3 separate regions of the Sus scrofa genome follow, and all the other regions are linked to region 1. The links are chromatin contacts, called in public HiChIP or PLAC-seq maps. All regions are on one chromosome and are shown on one strand. Each heading gives the region's core, a stretch centred on a gene start, on an enhancer-like site or on the middle of the called end of the contact. The rest is flanking DNA. Distances are from core to core; before and after follow the strand shown.

Region 1 (2,881 bases), core at 181-2,680:
ATGCTTATAATCCTAACTCTGCTCACGGAATCACTCTTCCAGTCAATCTACATCACATCATTTCAGGGCAAGGATTTTTGATCTAGAACGCAATTTATTGGAATCTATCTTCAAAGACTAAGCGCTCTTCGAATAACAAAAGGACACAAAGGTAACTTGAAAGAAAAAAAAAAAAACACAACACAACAAAACACCACCTGGGACTCATACTGCAGTAATCTACAATCTTTCTCTCTCTTTTTTTGGCCAGGCCCAGGGCATGCAAAAGTTCCTAGGCCAGGAAACGAACCTGTGCCACAGCAGTGACCCAAGCCACAACAGTGACAACACCAGATCCTTAAGCCACTGAGCCACCAAGGAACCCCTCTAGAATCTTTCTGGATATTGCTACTGCTAGAATCAGATTCTAACTTCCAACCTTACATACTGAATTACAGCACACCCTAACCAGCATGTTCTAGAATATACACAAGCTACCACAGGTTTTGAAATTCAAGACCCTGTGTCAAATGGCCCATTTTTTCCTTTGAATCTTAAACCTTACTCATTCCCCACAGAGATCTTTTGCTTCAGTCATGATTCATATCTGCCTAGAAACCTTTACATTTCAGTTTCATTTGTCTATACACTGTTGTTGTTTTCCACTCCAACCCCTCCCTAAGAGATAGTTTTCTCCAGGCCAATTCTATCTCTAAGTGACACTTTCTCCACCAAGCTGCTGCTTCTCATACACCCCCATAGTACAAAAGCTGTGGGGACTACCAGGGATGTAGAGGCATTCTGTCTCCTGTAAGGAGCCTTTTTAAGGGCTCAGAAAGCCACTAGCAAATCTAAAACCTCCCCCAGTTGTCTAATTAGTAAATTCAGGGCAAAGCCCATCAAAGCTATCTGAAACAGAGGAAGCTCGTTGCTCTTCCCTGTCTCTCTGTAGAGGATATTTTTGTCGCGAATGGAATCCACTCCCGAGACCAGCAGGTGGTGCCCAGTACTACAGAGCTGAGCAATACTCCAGAGAGGTGGTGCCGTAAAGGACCAAGGGGTAAACATGAGAAGGAAAAAGGAAGCAGCGGGAAGAGCGATGGGGGCGTATACAGCGGAGAGGGACCTCTTGACAACAGCATAAGGGCCCATGAGGTAGGCGGGGGCGCGCTGGGCCCGACTGGGCACCGGAGCCGTCAGGGAACTCGCGCGCAGAGGGCTGGGCAGGCGGTGCGGGGAGGAGTGGGCTGCAGGTCCCACACTCACGGCCGCCACTCCGCGTCACTGTCAGACCACGCTCAGCACCCAAGCCCCACCACATTCCCGGGACCCTTCCCCACCTGTCCCCGCGAATGACTCTCGGAGCTTCCGTAAACGTCACATCCGGCCCCCGCCCCGCCCCCTCCAACTGGGCTATCAGTTAAACTCCCAAGAACTTAGGACCCGGGGCAGTGTCTGGGGGCGGGGTTAGAGCTGTCACCTGCGGAAAAAAACCCACCAATGAGAAGAGAGCTGGGGGGAGGCCATTTTGGTAAAGGAAAATCAGCGCGGAAGGAGTGGGAAACAAATAAAGGACCCAGCTAACTTTTGTTTTTAGATTAATACGAACACCGTAAATGGACCGATGCATTCCCTCCGAGTGAAAAGCTACACGAGTTGTAATGCAACATATCTTAAACAAGCTTAGAAAGTATGGAATCAAATAAAATCTATTACATAAAGCATACATTTTTTGGAATTAGAGTCTGGTCACTCAGGTTTACCCCATGCCTTCACGTCCTTCATATTTGTGAGGTGTGTTAAATGCTTATGTCAATTCTGAAAGCTACCTTGTCCCAGTTCTTTGGAGAAAACTGTACAAACTCTATTAAAACTGATTGCAAGTTGACCCCTATCACTATCAGCCTGTCCATGCCCTATATCTTCTACTAGGTGTGTCTGAATGAATGTCATTGGAAAATCAGGAGATGAGCTGTGTTTTTACTTTTATTTTTATAGCTAAATACATATCCTCGGGTCTTCTCTGTGTGGAAATTTGCTCTCTGTGAATTTTCCTTCACTTATTTTTAGAAATTACTCAATTCTCAGCTCGATTTCACCTTAGTTTTGTTCATTGCCACATTCAGAAACTTAGTGTCCAGAGAAACCTTTGTGGCCAGAGAGGCCGCAGTGGACTCCTTGGCTGTTAAGGTCCATCTTGGCTGTTGGCAAGGTTTTCAGAGGAAGAGTAATTCGGTAGATGAGCAGTCATTCTAGCGGTTTCCACTAGTAGAATCTAAAAGTAAATTTCAGACTTCTCTTTTGGCGCCCTGGGTTAAGGATCCATCACTATCTCTCCAGAAGCTTGATTCGATCCCTGGCCCATGAACTTCCACATTCCATAGGCAGCGAAAGATAAGTTTTTAAAAGTAAATTTCATTTTGGGGGGAGGGAGTGGGATGGACTGGAAATTTGGGGTTAGTAGATGCAAACTATTGCATTTGGAGTGGATAAGCAATGAGATCCTGCTGTATAGCACAGGGAACTATATCTAATCACTTGTGATGGAATACGATGAAGGATAACGTGAGAAAAAGATGGTGTATATACGTGTGTGTATAGCTGGGTCACTTTGCTGTACAGTAGAAATTGATTGAACATTGTAAATCAACTATAATAGAAAAAATTAAAATCTTATCAAAAAAGTAAATTTCATTGTGTAAACTTTTTTTTTTTTTTTTTTTTTTTTTGTCTTTTTGCCTTTTCTAGGGCCGCTCCCGCGGCATATGGAGGTTCCCAGGCTAGGGGGTCTAATCGGAGCTGTAGCCACCGGCCTACGCCAGAACCACAGCAACGCGGGATCCGAGCCGCGTCTGCGACCCACACCACAGCTCACAGCAACGCCAGATCCTTAACCCACTGA
Region 2 (2,881 bases), core at 207-2,706, 640 kb before region 1:
AGAAGTCTACAGATAAGGTAACATAATGGACAGTCCAGGAGGGACTGGCCCACTTCTTTATGGCACTATTCAAAAAGAAGAAGAAGGAGAAGAAGAAGAAATCCATAGCAATGAATTACCTTAGGAGTGGTGGGTTCCTCAGGAGTGGTGGGGCTTCTCTGTCGCTGAGTTGTACATTTCCTTGCTATTTGGGATGTGACGTGTGAATAAAACCCTTGCCTTGTTGAGCCTCCACTGGTGAGCAGTGTTGTCCCAGAGCTGTCTTATTCCTACACAGGAGGGCTGTGGTGTAAGCCCAGAACTGGAATAGGTGTGGGAGAGAAGAGAGAAAGATAGGACATGGATAAAATAGGAATGAATATCTCAGGCCTTAGAATTTGTCCCTGAGTTGGTAGGGGTTCCGTCCCAGGATCTGGTTGGGCAGATGAAGTCTGCGCTTCAAGTCACACTTCTATAGGGAGCGATCCTGCTGATCCTGGGCAGTGACCAGTGGCTGCTCCCAATGCTGCTGATGCTGTGTGGTTTCTGGGCCTCCCCAGGCTGAAGGACCCCTACTCCAACCAAAGGAGTTTAATAAGACAAAGACAGATGGACTACTCATAGATCAAAAGAGTAACCAGGAGGCTCTTGGTGGAGGCCAGTCTTCACTGGCAAAGACCCTTCCAGGCAGTAGCACTAGCTTGGGTTTGTTGTGTCCTCCCTCCTGAGAATCGGGTCTCTGACCCCTTCTCCACGTGTTTGGACTTGCCAGGGCCTCTGAGCCAAGGCAGGACAGCCCTGGATTCAGCCAGAGAGCCGGCAGAGTCCACTCACCTGCGCTGGCTTCCCCATGGCATCCCCACCTTTCCCGGTTGCAGTCGCTCCGCCCGCCCGGCCAGGTCCTTCCAAGTCCCCCAGCCCCCAGAGCCGCGCTAATAACTTCCAGCCGCTGGACCTCTTTAAGAGCGTTCCGCAGGGGTGGGGCGGGACGAGGGGGCCAGGTCGGGAGACAGAGGTCCCTACTAGGTGAGACTGGGGATCCTAGCTCTGTCAGCTCTCTGTCTCCCTCCTCGGAATTTTGCAAATTCCCAGCAGTTGGGGCCAGGGAGAGCAATTTTATTGCCGACAAGTTTATGAGCCAGAGCTGCGGCTAGGCGGGGAGTCTGTGGTACACAGAATCTGGGGGCCGCCCAGGAAAGGTCCGAGTGTACACCGGACCACGCTCGGCAGCGCAGAGCAGCCCGGCGGCCCGGCTTGGTGGGTTGTTCCTCGGGTTTCTCTCCGCATCTCCCCGCCCTCTAGAAATACCGCTGTCGGGACATCTACCAACTCCAGACCCACCGCGGCCCGGAGTTGGGAGGTGGGGGCGCAGGAGGAGGGGCACACGAGGGTCTGGCCCAGCGCGGGGGGCGGGTCCGAGGCGGGGGGCCCAGATCGGGAGCCGAGCTAGGGCCCAGGCAGCTGCGGAGCCGAGGGCGGCCAGCGGCGGCACCGCCACAGCCCCGCTGGCCATGAGCTCGGGATCCGAGCCCGGGACACCCCGGACACCCTTCAGCATCGCAGACATCCTAGGCTCGCGCCTGGTTCCCCGAGGACCCTCTGCGTCGCAGCTTCCAGAGTCGAGCCCAGGTCCCAGGTCGCCGCTGTGCGCGCTGGAGGAGCTGACTAGTAAAACTTTCCGCGGACTTGACGGGCACGCGCCGCAGCCCTCTGAAGGTACAGCGCCGGCGAGGTCGCGCACTGTGACCTGGCCGTCTCCCTACTTCTCTCCTCCAGGTTACCGGTCTCGACTCGGCCACTACCCTAACCGTGCCCTCAGCCCACGTGCCAGGGCTGGCCTCTTCCTCCCCTCCCCTCCGTTAGTTCCCAGGCTCCGCGGCCGCTCTCAGAGGCCGCCGGTCGGTCGAGAACTGAGCGACCTGTGCGTGGGTCGCGGTCCGCTGTAGGCGGGGCAGTCGCAGCAGAGAAAGGCCAGAGAGGAGACAAAAGGCCTGGGCCAGAGCCTGTAAATGAGTGAGCTAGGGCAACGGCGGCGCACAAAGTGCTGGGAGACGATGTTCAGGCCTCTCCGGGTACCTAAGCTCCGCTCCAAATCGCTCTCTTCTCTAGAGGGCGCAGGGAGCAGAGGGTCCCCGAAGCCGCAAAGGCCGCGGGACTCCGGACTCCACCTTTCCTCGCCCTTTGTACCCCCACTTTCATCCTTTTGGGGTCGAGGAGGGGGGGCCCGTATCACCAAAAAAAGAATAAGCTGAGAGTGTCCGACACCACCCACGAGTCTAAAGAAGGGCTCGGTCCGGTCCTGTTAGACTCACCGTGCGCATTGACTACCCCTACTCTGATCATGGTCTGCCCCCTGCCTCTGGTGCCGGACCCGCAAGCCCGCTCTGCCAGGGGCTCCGGAAGGCCTCAAAGGCCCGGCCCTAGACGCCTGACCGTGCACCACGTCTCCTCTGGCTTGTCCTGCCCACCTCCCCTTTCCTGTCCCCGCAAGGTGCCTTCAGCCTGCTGCCTCCCATACCCTAGAGGTCGGTTCCATTTCCCCCCACCCCCGCCCCCCGGGCTGAAATACACCCCCGGCCACTCGCAAATTTTGGGCAGGGAACCAGGGTTCTGGCTCGCGTCTGCCTTCTCTCTCCGCACCAACTCCTCCCCGCCTCCCAGCACACACACCTGGCTGGCTCGATCCCCGCTTTTCCTTCCGGACCGAAGCCTGATTCTCGCAGGCTAGAGATTGACCCCCGCCCTATCCCGCAGGCCGCGCGGCCCCGGGAGCGCTGGGCCCAGGCCCGGCCGGCCGCAGACGGCGAAAGTCACGCACGGCGTTCACCGCGCAGCAGGTGCTGGAGCTGGAGCGGCGCTTCGTCTTCCAGAAGTACCTGGCGCCGTCCGAGCGCGACGGGTT
Region 3 (2,881 bases), core at 285-2,784, 600 kb before region 1:
GCAAGGCCAGGAATCGAACCTGCAACCTCATGGTTCCTAGTCGGATTCGTTAACCACTGAGCCACGACGGGAACTCCAGCCCTTATAGCTTTTTGAAATTACTTATTTACTGTTTACTTATTTACACCAACACAGACACATGCACAAGTGCCAGTTCCATGAGAACAGAAATCTTGTCTGTCCTTCCACTGCTGATATTCTTGCTGCCTAGCAAAGTTCTTGGAACACAGAAAGTTCTCCATGTGTATTTGGTAACTGAATAAAGAATGAACCAACTTACCTGTCGGGCAGTGAGCAGCCGTTCATTGATTTCCTTCTTGAGATCTCCATTGTCATCAAGCTCCCCCTTCTCCAAAGCATCCAGCCACCTCTGTTCCTCCTCTTCCTCCTGACCCCCTAGGCTCCCGGACAGGTCCCGAAGTGGGGAGGGGGACAGATTACTGTCTTCATCTGGAAAGGAAAGGTGGAGAGCTAAAGTAGAATTGTTCAGATGGGGAACCCAATTCGGCCAAGTTAGTACTGGGACACTCAAAATCCTCACCTTCCTCAGAACAAACCTCCTTCCCTTAACCAGATATAATGAGAAACCCAATTTTTCCACCTCCAAATCCTTCTCACCCAGCCAGGCACGGTACTGCTCAAGGGGAACTCCTTCCATAGGTTCCTCTTCGTTGTCCACAACCATAAGGGGAGAAGGTGAGCGAGGGCCCTCAGGGATCACAGTGAAGGTAGGAACACTGCAGAGAAGCAACAACTCTGTAAGCTGAGCAATCAATTGTCTCTCCCTGCTCAATCCGTCCAGCCTTCCCTACACCCTTTTGGGTTCTTGCTCCATTAATCTGGGCCCTGAAGTCACAGTGTCCATTCTCCGTCTACTAGAAAGCCCAGCCAGCGTCTCCTATCTCTACCTGTTTCTAAAGTCCCCCAGGTAAAACCTTGCTTTCTTGATCTCACCTCTTGGTGCCCAGGACCTGCCCGCCCAGCTTGATTTTGAGTTTGAGCTGGGGCTTAGCAGGAGACGGCTGCGTGGGCCCAGCCTCCTCTTCCTGGTAGTGTTTCTTCTTGTGCTTCTTCTTGTGCTTCTTGTGCTTTTTCTTGTGCACTCCGTGGCCGTGGGCACCTGCCAGACTCAACTCCAGGGCTTCCCCTGCGGAAGGAGAGCCTGTCAACCGTGTATAGCGGGAGCCGGGCAAGGAAAGCGCTGAAGAACCCACTACCCCCGAGGGGTCCTACTCTTCCTGCGGTGTTCGTTGTTACCATAACAACGGCCCCGCCTTTCTCCTTCCCACCTGTAGCGAGGCGCCCAGACATCTCCGAGAAGCAAGAAAGAGATTCCTTTTCTGCGAAGGCCTAAGCTGCTTTATCGACCCGCTCTTACCCGGCTCAGGGGCCTCCATAGCCCCAGAGGTGCTCCCGCGCCGCCACAGCTTACTCATGGGGCCCTGCGAGGAAAGGGGGCTGGAAATAGTCCGAACACATGCAGACACACCTTTTCCGCCCCGCGGAATAACTTAACTCCAGTAAAAAAAAATCGGCTACTTCCGGTGCGTAGCAACCATGCTTGTGCGGGGCACACTTTGCGGCTAAAATTCTCCGGGAGAAACAACAGTCCTTCCAGCAAAAGTTCCGGTATCTCTGAGGGCCGGACCGCTCGAACTGGCGGGAGCTGTCAGCTGGCTCCGCATCGCCACAATTAAGATCAGAACTCAGCGCGGGCGATTCAATTATTGTTACACTCAAGCGTGATGGACGTATGGTCCGGACCAAATTCGGATCCAGGTTATGAGAATACAAAGATGAGTATGAGCACTTCTCTCTGCCTTGAAGGAATGTGCAGTTTGGAGGAGTACGTAAGATAACGATATTGCGGGCAAAATGGCAGAAAGCCTTGACAGTACAAGTGCCCCAAAGCAGGGCAAATGGTTTTTAAGCCCAAATTTTCATCAGTAGAGAAATGGTTAAATGAATTATGGTGCCTCTGTCCAATCTAGAACAGCCTGTTGCTAACAAAAGCTAAAAACTGGTAAGTAATTGATAAGATCGACATGGAAATTAGATCCTAGTGGATAATAGTATTGGAAACAATCTAAGTGTGCCTCTACTGAAATACCAAAAAAAAAAAAAAAAAATCATGAATTTGATACATCTATACAATGGGAAGCTATGTTGCTATAAAAAGAAATGAAACCCCAGAAGGCTACTCAAGGAACTGGTGACAGCAATTCCAATGGATGGTTGAGGGCAAAGGGAAATTTATTCTTCATAAAATACCCTTTCGTGCCTACTGAAGTTTGTATAAAACATGTGCATGCTTTACTTAGTTAAAAAAAAAGGCAACAGGAGTTCCTGTCGTGGCGCAGTGGTTAACGAATCCGACTAGGAACCATGAGGTTGCGGGTTCGGTCCCTGCCCTTGCTCAGTGGGTTAACGATCCGGCGTTGCCGTGAGCTGTGGTGTAGGTTGCAGACACGGCTCGGATCCCGCGTTGCTGTGGCTCTGGCGTAGGCCTGTGGCTACAGCTCCGATTCAACCCCTATCCTGGGAACCTCCATATGCCGTGGGAGCGGCCCAAGAAAAAGCAAAAAAAAAAAAAGGAAACAAGGTCTGTGAGGTCAATGAGGTCTGTGTGGCTGACATATGAAATAAAAAAAGCAAGTTTTAAGATGTTATGATCCCATTTAAAAAGGCATACTATGCTATCATAGAAAAAAATTAAGGAATGTATACTGTGCCATTAATGGTGATTATCTTTAGAAGCTGGAGTTGGGGAACTTTCACTATTTAGATCCGTAGTGAATTTACTTTCCTCTCCTTTTTTTTTAATTTTAAATATTGCTTAGTACTTTTTGCAATGAATTTTCTTACAGTCAATATATATCAC

Evidence for each region. HiChIP or PLAC-seq counts read pairs in DNA pulled down with a chosen protein or histone mark.
Region 2: a contact with region 1 is called in an H3K27ac HiChIP or PLAC-seq map of alveolar macrophages. The contact joins the promoter of LBX2 here to the promoter of STAMBP in region 1.
Region 3: a contact with region 1 is called in an H3K27ac HiChIP or PLAC-seq map of alveolar macrophages. The contact joins the promoter of INO80B here to the promoter of STAMBP in region 1. A contact is called at or near these places in 5 of 47 Hi-C or Micro-C datasets (alveolar macrophages, embryonic fibroblasts, heart right ventricle and 2 more) and 1 of 2 datasets of contacts at active chromatin or transcription factors (alveolar macrophages).

What each region holds. Positions count from the first base shown.
Region 1 is chr3:69,186,826-69,189,706 of Sscrofa11.1, forward strand. It overlaps STAMBP (STAM-binding protein), which reads right to left and starts at 1,431. Exons shown (of 10, transcript XM_003125008.4): 1 at 1,320-1,431.
Region 2 is chr3:68,548,763-68,551,643 of Sscrofa11.1, forward strand. LBX2 (transcription factor LBX2) reads left to right here and starts at 1,457. Exons shown (of 2, transcript XM_003124997.3): 1 at 1,457-1,695; 2 at 2,734-2,881. The coding sequence starts at 1,491.
Region 3 is chr3:68,586,787-68,589,667 of Sscrofa11.1, forward strand. INO80B (INO80 complex subunit B) reads right to left here and starts at 1,535. Exons shown (of 5, transcript XM_003124991.5): 1 at 1,379-1,535; 2 at 955-1,147; 3 at 619-737; 4 at 281-450. The coding sequence starts at 1,436.